Regions from separate parts of the Ovis aries genome. Here region 1 is linked to region 2. Evidence: chromatin contacts called from public Hi-C data. All regions are on one chromosome and are shown on one strand. The core of a region is the stretch at or near the end of the contact, and the rest is flanking DNA. Distances in the headings are between cores, read along the strand shown.

Region 1 (4,127 bases), core at 310-2,809, 150 kb after region 2:
TAATCAGTTGGTAAGGACTTAATTTCTGAATTTATTAGAAATTCAGGAATTCCTAATTTTGTCTCTGGCAAAATTAATAGGGCCAAAGTTTGAAGAGACTTAGCTTGGTATTATGGACTGAAAAAGCTTGAGAAACTCATCTTAACATTCCCCAGAATATTTGGCTTGAAGTTGGCACTAAATTAAAATATGCGAATAACTGACTGATTGAATCAGTGTGGTTTATCCCTATTCTCCCTTTTAAATATAACTTGCTTTAAATAGGCAAGCACTTCGTGACAAACTGAGTTCTGTTAGACCGTTGGGTTGCAGGAGAAAGTCTCCATGAAAAGGCAATATTGTGTAATAAATGTACTAATGGCCTAGATTCCTATGACTCATTCTACAGCTGAGCAGATAAAGACAAACAAGGCTGGATTAATTGACTGTCTTCCAAGGGAAGTGGCAAGACAAACGTAGACTCTGGTGCCCTAACTTAGAGCCCAGAGCTTTCTCTATCACATCGTTTGTCAGCTAAACGCTGGCAACTCTTTGCATTATGAATTCATTTGCTCCTTACAGCATTTTACAATTGAGTTGCACAGAAATGTTAAGTAACTTTTCCAAGGCTACTCTGCTAGTAAGTGTAGATGCTGGGATTCAAAGCCAGGCAGTCTGGCTTAAGTTCTGGTTGAATGGGAATCACATGCTTCACAAAATCATTTTTCTTAATTTTTGTCCAGCTCAATGGATATTGTTATTATAATAATGAGATATCACCATTTGGGATCTTAGAATAGTAGATGTGAAGATGGAACCTCCTGTCATCTTCACACCTTAGTTTTAGCTACCCTTTATAGGAAATCTTCTTCAGCTCTAAAAATCAATTAGATGAGGACCTCAGGTCCTTCAAATCATTTAAAAAAATTTTTATTGGAGTATAGTTGACTTACAATGCTGTGTTAGTTTCAGCTGTACAGCAAACTGAATCAGTTATACGTGTACATATATCCACTCCTTTTAGATTCTTTTCCCATTTAGGCCATTACAGAGTATTGAGTAGAGTTCCCTGTGCTATGTAGTAGGCCCTTACTAGTTATCTATTTTATATATAGTAGTGTGTATATGTCAATCCCAATCTCCCAATTTATCCCTCCCCCTACTCCTTCATAACCATAAGGTTTATTGTTTTACATCTGTAACTCTAGTTCTGTTTTATAGATAAATTCATTCATCATACCCTTTTTTTTTTAGAATGCACATTTAAGTCATAGCATACAACATTTCTCTTTCTCTGGTTTGCGTCACCAGTATGACACTCTCTAGGTCCACCCGCGTCGCTGCAAATGGCATTATTTCATTCTTCTTTGTGACTGAGTAATATTGCATTGCATATATGAGTCACATCTTCTTTATCCATTTGTCTGCTGATGGACATTTAGGTTCTTCAAGTATTAACAGGATCTGTGACTAGAGAAAGTGGAGCTTCGTGTGCCATATCATGATAAAATAAATTTTCGGATTGTTTGGAGAATCCTCACCAGGACTGTGTTCATGCTATTGCACAGATGGGAAAGATAATGGCTCCTGGTGGAAACCAGAGCAGTGGTATAACCGAGTTCATCCTGGCGGGTTTCCCAAATCTCAATAGCACGAAAGCAGAACTGTTTTCCGTCTTCCTTCTTGTTTATCTGCTGACTCTAACAGGTAATGTGTTGATCGTCGGGGTGATAGGAGCTGATACTCGCCTGCAGACTCCCATGTACTTCTTTCTAGGTAACTTGTCCTGCCTAGAGATTCTGCTCACTTCTGTCATTATTCCCAAGATGCTGAGCAATTTCCTCTCAGGGTAAAACACTATTTCCTTTGCTGCATGTATTACCCAGTTCTATCTCTACTTCTTTCTTGGGGCCTCTGAGTTCCTACTGTTGGCTGTCATGTCAGGGGATCGCTACCTGGCCATCTGTCATCCTCTGCGATACCCCTTGCTCGTGAACGGGGCTGTGTGCTTCCGAGTGGCCTTGGCCTGCTGGGTCGGGGGGCTCCTTGCAGTGCTTGGCCCCACAGTGGCTGTGGCCTTGCTTCCTTTCTGTGAACAGGATGCTGTGGCGCAGCACTTCTTCTGTGACAGTGGCCCTCTGCTCCGCCTGGCATGCACCAACACCAAGGAGCTGGAGGAAACGGACTTTGTCTTAGCGTCTCTTGTCATCATAGCCTCACTGATGATTACTGCCGTGCCCTATGGTCACATAGTCCTGGCTGTCCTGCGCATCCCCTCAGTTTCAGGCCGGCAGAAGGCTTTCTCTACCTGTACCTCCCACTTGATGGTGGTGACCCTCTTCTATGGAAGTGCCATTTTCCTATACGTGCGGCCATCACAGAGTGGTTCTGTGGATACCAACTGGGCAGTGACAGTGGTAACAACCTTTGTGACACTGCTGCTGAACCCATTCATCTATGCCTTACGGAACGAGCGAGTAAGACAAGCTTTGAAGGACGTGTTTAAGAAGGTAATAGCAGGATTTTGGTGGCATCTTTCACTTGCTAAGAGTTTCAACAAGAAAACAGTGAGGTGAAAGTGAGGGGACGTCATCACTTAAGGGATGTCCTATGTCCAAGCCTTCTTTGTTATCTTCTCATTGTCTCCTCATCATGGATATTACCACACGACCAAATTTTGGAACCACTAAAGAACTACAAAGGCATCAAATCCATCCTTCTTCTCTTTCAGGCAAAATTCCTTGATTCTATCTCATATAAATTCACATTATTATTGATTTATCGTACTCAATACCATTATAAGAACCTCCAACCTGTGCAATCTTAACCTATGGGTCCATAGTCACCAGAGAATCTAAGAATGAGCTTCAGAAAGTGTATAAGCACTATTATTATGTAAACGTATATATCTGAGCCTATATGCGCTTGTCTGGGAAGAGGATATATAGCTTTAATTCAATTCCTAAAGAGTTCGTGTAGGATTGTCACCAAAAGTTAAAAACTAATTCTCATTAGAGTCTTTAAATTATTTATGAAAATCAAGAATCTTAAGAAAAATGCCCTATAATCATAGAAATAAATAGATTAACTGTATATTTTTGTACATACTTTCTGAAAAAAATTGCATTCACTGTTAGGTGGAAAAGAGGTAAAACAAATTTAATAAGGGACTTATTTTCTTCATGGCAATTTCAGATGCCTTTGGAAAAGCAGATCAAAAAGGAAGCTTATGAATAGTAGCATTTAATGTGGTTTTCTAATTTACACTGTATTATAAAGGTGAATTAAAGATATATTCATTCATTTTATCAGTGGATTATGTTGCTTTCATTTGTCCATCTTTTTATTACATTTGAATATCTGTTGTCCTCATTCATCTTTTATTTTTAGTAAAATGGGAATGGAATGAGGACTTTCAATATAAAAAAATTAAGAATATCAACTACTGTTGTACCTACCAAGAATCAGATTTTGTGTTACATTTTATCTACTTCATTGTATATTTGAAAGGAAATGGAGGTTCTTATTTGTGGTGACCTTGAAATCTTGGACAAATGTTTATGTATGTATATATGTATGTATGTATTCAATCATTCAACAAAGGTTTTTTAAGCATCTTTGTTGGATACTGTGATACAGTAATATATGTTATTATATATAGTGTCTATATTATATATAATAAGAAGAATAAGCAATGGTTCCTAACCTCAAGCGACTTTGGTCTTAAAGGGTAAGACTAAGAGACAAATAATAATTCAAAGACAGGGGATGATAAGGAGGTTTACAAAATAACATTGGAGGTCATATGAAAATTGATTTATCCTGTAAAGTATTTTCTTGTTAGAGAAGCTTTTGGAAGCTATCGCTCACTACATGGGAATTAACTCCATGTTGGAGTGCATTTGTATATATAGATAAAATGATTAGAAAAAATAAATATCAAAATATGGACAGGACATCAACCTCGAAATAATGTTGCAAAATTGGCAAACTGAGCATTAATATGCAAAGAAATAGCCATAAAGTTTCAATGGTCACTAGAAATAGTGATGCTTTTATCTGGTTCTATTAGTAATACACAAACACACACACTAAATATTTCGATCCTGAAAGATTCCTGATTGAGAACTAGACGAGTGGAAGGAATA
Region 2 (3,800 bases), core at 1,024-3,523:
CGGCAACCCACTCCAGTATTCTTGTCTGGAGAATCCCGGACAGAACAGCCTAGTTGGCTACAGTCCATGGGGTCACAGAGACTCGGACATGACTGAAGCAACTGAGCACACACATCCCTTTAAAAGGGATGCAGGATATGAATAGAGACTTGGAGAATAGTTTCCAAGCAAGAGACTTTGGTTCCTTGAAATCCTAGTCTGCAACTGTACTGATTCTGCAAGATGGTGCTTTCCAGGATCTTGTCTCCCTTATGACACTTCCCCAAAGCCTGTGAAACATGTTTTCACTTCTGACTACACACACCCCTTCTCAGAAGCCATTTCCCTAATTATTGTCATTATAATTGATTTTGATTTGTCATTAAGAATGTTATCATAAGGAGCTCCAGTTTTGAAATATTGTTTTAATCAATCAAATATCAAGATTGAAGCTGCCATCACAAGAGATATTCTATTCAAATTAGGGCAGAGAGCTGCTTGAAAAAGTCTCCCCTTTAAACTAGCTCTCTATCCTCATTTACCATGAGGAGTATGCCTGATGCTGTGGAATCTCTATTCTAATGCTCAACTCTCTGAACATGATGCTTCAAAATGGGCCTAATAATCCATCCCTCAGACCTGTGAGAGTCTAATGAGATGCATTTATTGAGAACATTTCTGAGAATGTCAAGTATTATGCCAAATATAGCACAAGGGGTAGGTATCTTCTCTTTTGTGATACACTATCCCTGGTTCAAAAGGCCTAAACAAGATGAGAAGACCAGGATTCAAGGTACTTCAGTGTACAATTGGCCCTCTGAATCCACCTGCTCTGCACCCAGGGATTCCACCAACCACAGACACCGATTAAAAATCACCCCCCCCCATCCCAAAATTTTCTTTTCGCCAGAAAGTTCTAAAAAGTAACACTCAACTATTTCCATAGCATTTACGTTGTATTTACATAAAATTTACCTTGTTTAGGTATTAAAAATGATGTAGAGATAAGTATCGGAGAAGGCAATGGTAACCCACTCCAGTACTCTTGCCTGGAAAATCCCATGGACAGAGGAGCCTGATAGGCTGCAGTCTGTGGGGTCGCTGAGAGTCGGACACGACTGAGCAACTTCACTTTCACTTTTCACTTTCATGCATTGGAGAAGGAAACGACAACCCACTCCAGTGTTCTTGCCTGGAGAATCCCAGGGATGGGGAACCTGGTGGGCTGCCATCTATGGGGTCGCACAGAGTCGGACACGACTGAAGCAACTTAGCAGCAGCAGCAGCAGCAGAGATAAGTATATAGTTTAGATGCAAACACTGTGCCATTTTATACAAGGTAGTTGAGCATGCTTGCATTTTGGTATCCTGGGCATGGAGGATCCTGGACCAATATCCCATGGATACCAAGGGATGGTGATATTATGCTTAAGAAAAGTGAGGAGAGGCTATAAAAACTGTATCAGTAAGATTGAATCCAGGTCATTAGTTCTTACGAGTTGGATCACTGTATATTCTTAATCCCACCATCTTAATTTCCTCTTCCAGCATTCCTGGGCTTTTCCCTCTAAGCATCCTCAGCACCAGCGCTTCTAACCATAACTCACCCTATTTAGATCCAACACTCCTGTCACTGGTGGTAGTGGGGATCAGTTTATGGATGTGCAGAGCAGAGAGTGTGTGTCTTTCGCCTTTCCTTAGAGCCAAGAAGTCTGCAGCTGTGAAGGAAGGACAGAAGGAATAACAGTCAGTGGGAGGTACAGCCCTCCAACTGATTGGCAGCAGTTGCGGGGAGGGGATAAGACAGCCTTACTAAAAGAACCAGTCCTGCATCTTTTCATCTGGAACACTTGGGTTTACTCTGAGAATAGCCTGGAGCCAAGGAGTCAAACTTAAAAGGCTGACTTGTGCTGCTGGCCTTGGCCCGGTGTCTGCAGTTGGGAGCCCTGGAACTTCTGCCTCCCTGCAGTCTGTGACCTTCACTACACCCTCATGGCAGTTCATCCGGCCATTCTTGCACCAAATGTTGGTGGTGCTGCAGATACTATGGATGTTCCAAAGATCTTCATGAATGACAGTGTTGAAGTGCTTGCACTGATGTGAAGTCATCATCCATCTTGGATCATCAAGTTGCCTCCTGTCTCACTGGGGTCCACGTGTTGCCTCAGGAATCATTGGTACATGCGATCCTGGCCATAGGAGGGCTGCACCAGCCCCAGCCCCAGCAGGGTCAGCAGCAAGAGCAGAAGAAAGGCCTGGGTCCTCTGGAGAGCCATCACTGCCTTGGAGATGCCTAGAGAAGACCAAGGGGCAAGGAAAATCATCCCAGATTCAACAGGAAGTGAGCAAACCCAAAGCAGCAAGGACAATTTGTGAAGCATCAGACAAGCCATTTTCTACACATGCAGTCTAAGGTTTAGGCCCAGCTGAGTTCCTAGTTTGATACATACAGTTACTACTGTCTTTTGTTTTCAAAGATGCTGCTTCTTGATGGTGGATCACACTGTGTGTGATTATAACGCTGATGAGGGACTTGCATCTTATTCCACCTACAGCCTACCGTTAACAATAATGATCAGAATTAAGCATAACTATCATTTGTTTAAATGGTATCTTCTCAGTTCACAACCACGTTTTGCCTGTGCACAGAAAGACCCAAAGCTCTATGTCACATTGCTGTGTCTGCTGCTGCAGATACGCGATATGGAGTTAGGAGGAGAGGGAACTGAAGGAGTTGTGGGAAGCAGGGTAGCAGGAAGAAATGATGCTCGATTGACTCCTCACCCCAGGACCACTGGATGCAACTTCTGAAGATACACTTAGCACTTGGGTAAGAGCTTCATCACCACAATGTACTTTGTGTTGTCTGTCCCAAAACGAATTGTGCACAATTCTGTCTCCTTTCTCTCATTCTGCTTCTTTGTGACCAACGACATGGTTTAGCAACATGACTAGCTACAGAGAAGATTTTACTTTTCAAACAAGAGCATGGATGGCCTCAGTCACAGTAACCAACTGACTTAGTAAGACAAAGAAAAATACTATGAACAGAGTTCAATGTAGACATCAATGGGTGCCTCTCAAGCTTCTGCCTACAACAGAAAATTAAGTAATTCCCAAATCCCCACAAGACATACTTTTAGGTTAGAGCTTGCACCAATGGCTTGCTCTGCTGACATGTTTAATCTCAGTAAGAACTTCTTTTGATATGGTGATCTGAAAGACCTAGTTTTACCACACTAACTGTATGATCTTGGAGAAATAACTTAACTTCTCTCAGTATATTCCTCGGAAGTAGAATAGGCGTAGTGAAAATGCTACCAGGCCTCCCTTGTGGCTCTGCTGGTAAAGAATCTGCCTGCAATGTGGGAGGATCCCTGGGTTGGGAAGATCCCCTAGAGAAAAGCTACCCATTCCAGTATTCTGGCCTAGAGAATTCCATGGACTGTATAAGTCCATGGGGTTGCAAAGGCTACCCATTCCACTATTCTGGCCTAGAGAATTCCATGGACTGTATAGTCCATGGGGTCGCAAAGAGTTGGACATGACTAAGTGACTTTCACTTTCACTTAAATGTTACCGGAAGAGTGTGGGGAGTCCAGCTGCTCACCACTTAAGAGGCGATAAACAGGCCAGATTGGTGGAAAGGAAAGTTTGCTTTATTTCAGATGCCTGCAACTTTGGGGGGAGGGTGGTGGACATCCATCCAAAGGCAGCCTCCCCCTACCCCTGCAACCAGTGGGGCAAGAGCTTTTACAGACACAAGTGGGGGTGGGGGACTAACATGCAGAAACAGCACAGTCATCTCTGACAGTCATCTT

What was found. A called contact is a pair of places that touch in the nucleus more often than the background predicts.
Region 1: a Hi-C map of mixed tissues shows a contact between it and region 2, with 3 times the contacts expected there. The contact joins the promoter of LOC101116235 here to the promoter of LOC101113073 in region 2. A contact is called at or near these places in 2 of 16 Hi-C or Micro-C datasets (mixed tissues and skin fibroblasts).

The regions. Positions count from the first base shown.
Region 1 is chr7:24,747,586-24,751,712 of ARS-UI_Ramb_v3.0, forward strand. LOC101116235 (olfactory receptor 6S1) reads left to right here and starts at 1,560. Exons shown (of 1, transcript XM_012181063.4): 1 at 1,560-3,287. The coding sequence starts at 1,560. The coding sequence ends at 2,555.
Region 2 is chr7:24,594,766-24,598,565 of ARS-UI_Ramb_v3.0, forward strand. It overlaps LOC101113073 (epididymal secretory protein E3-beta), which reads right to left and starts at 2,274. Exons shown (of 2, transcript XM_012181054.4): 1 at 1,587-2,274.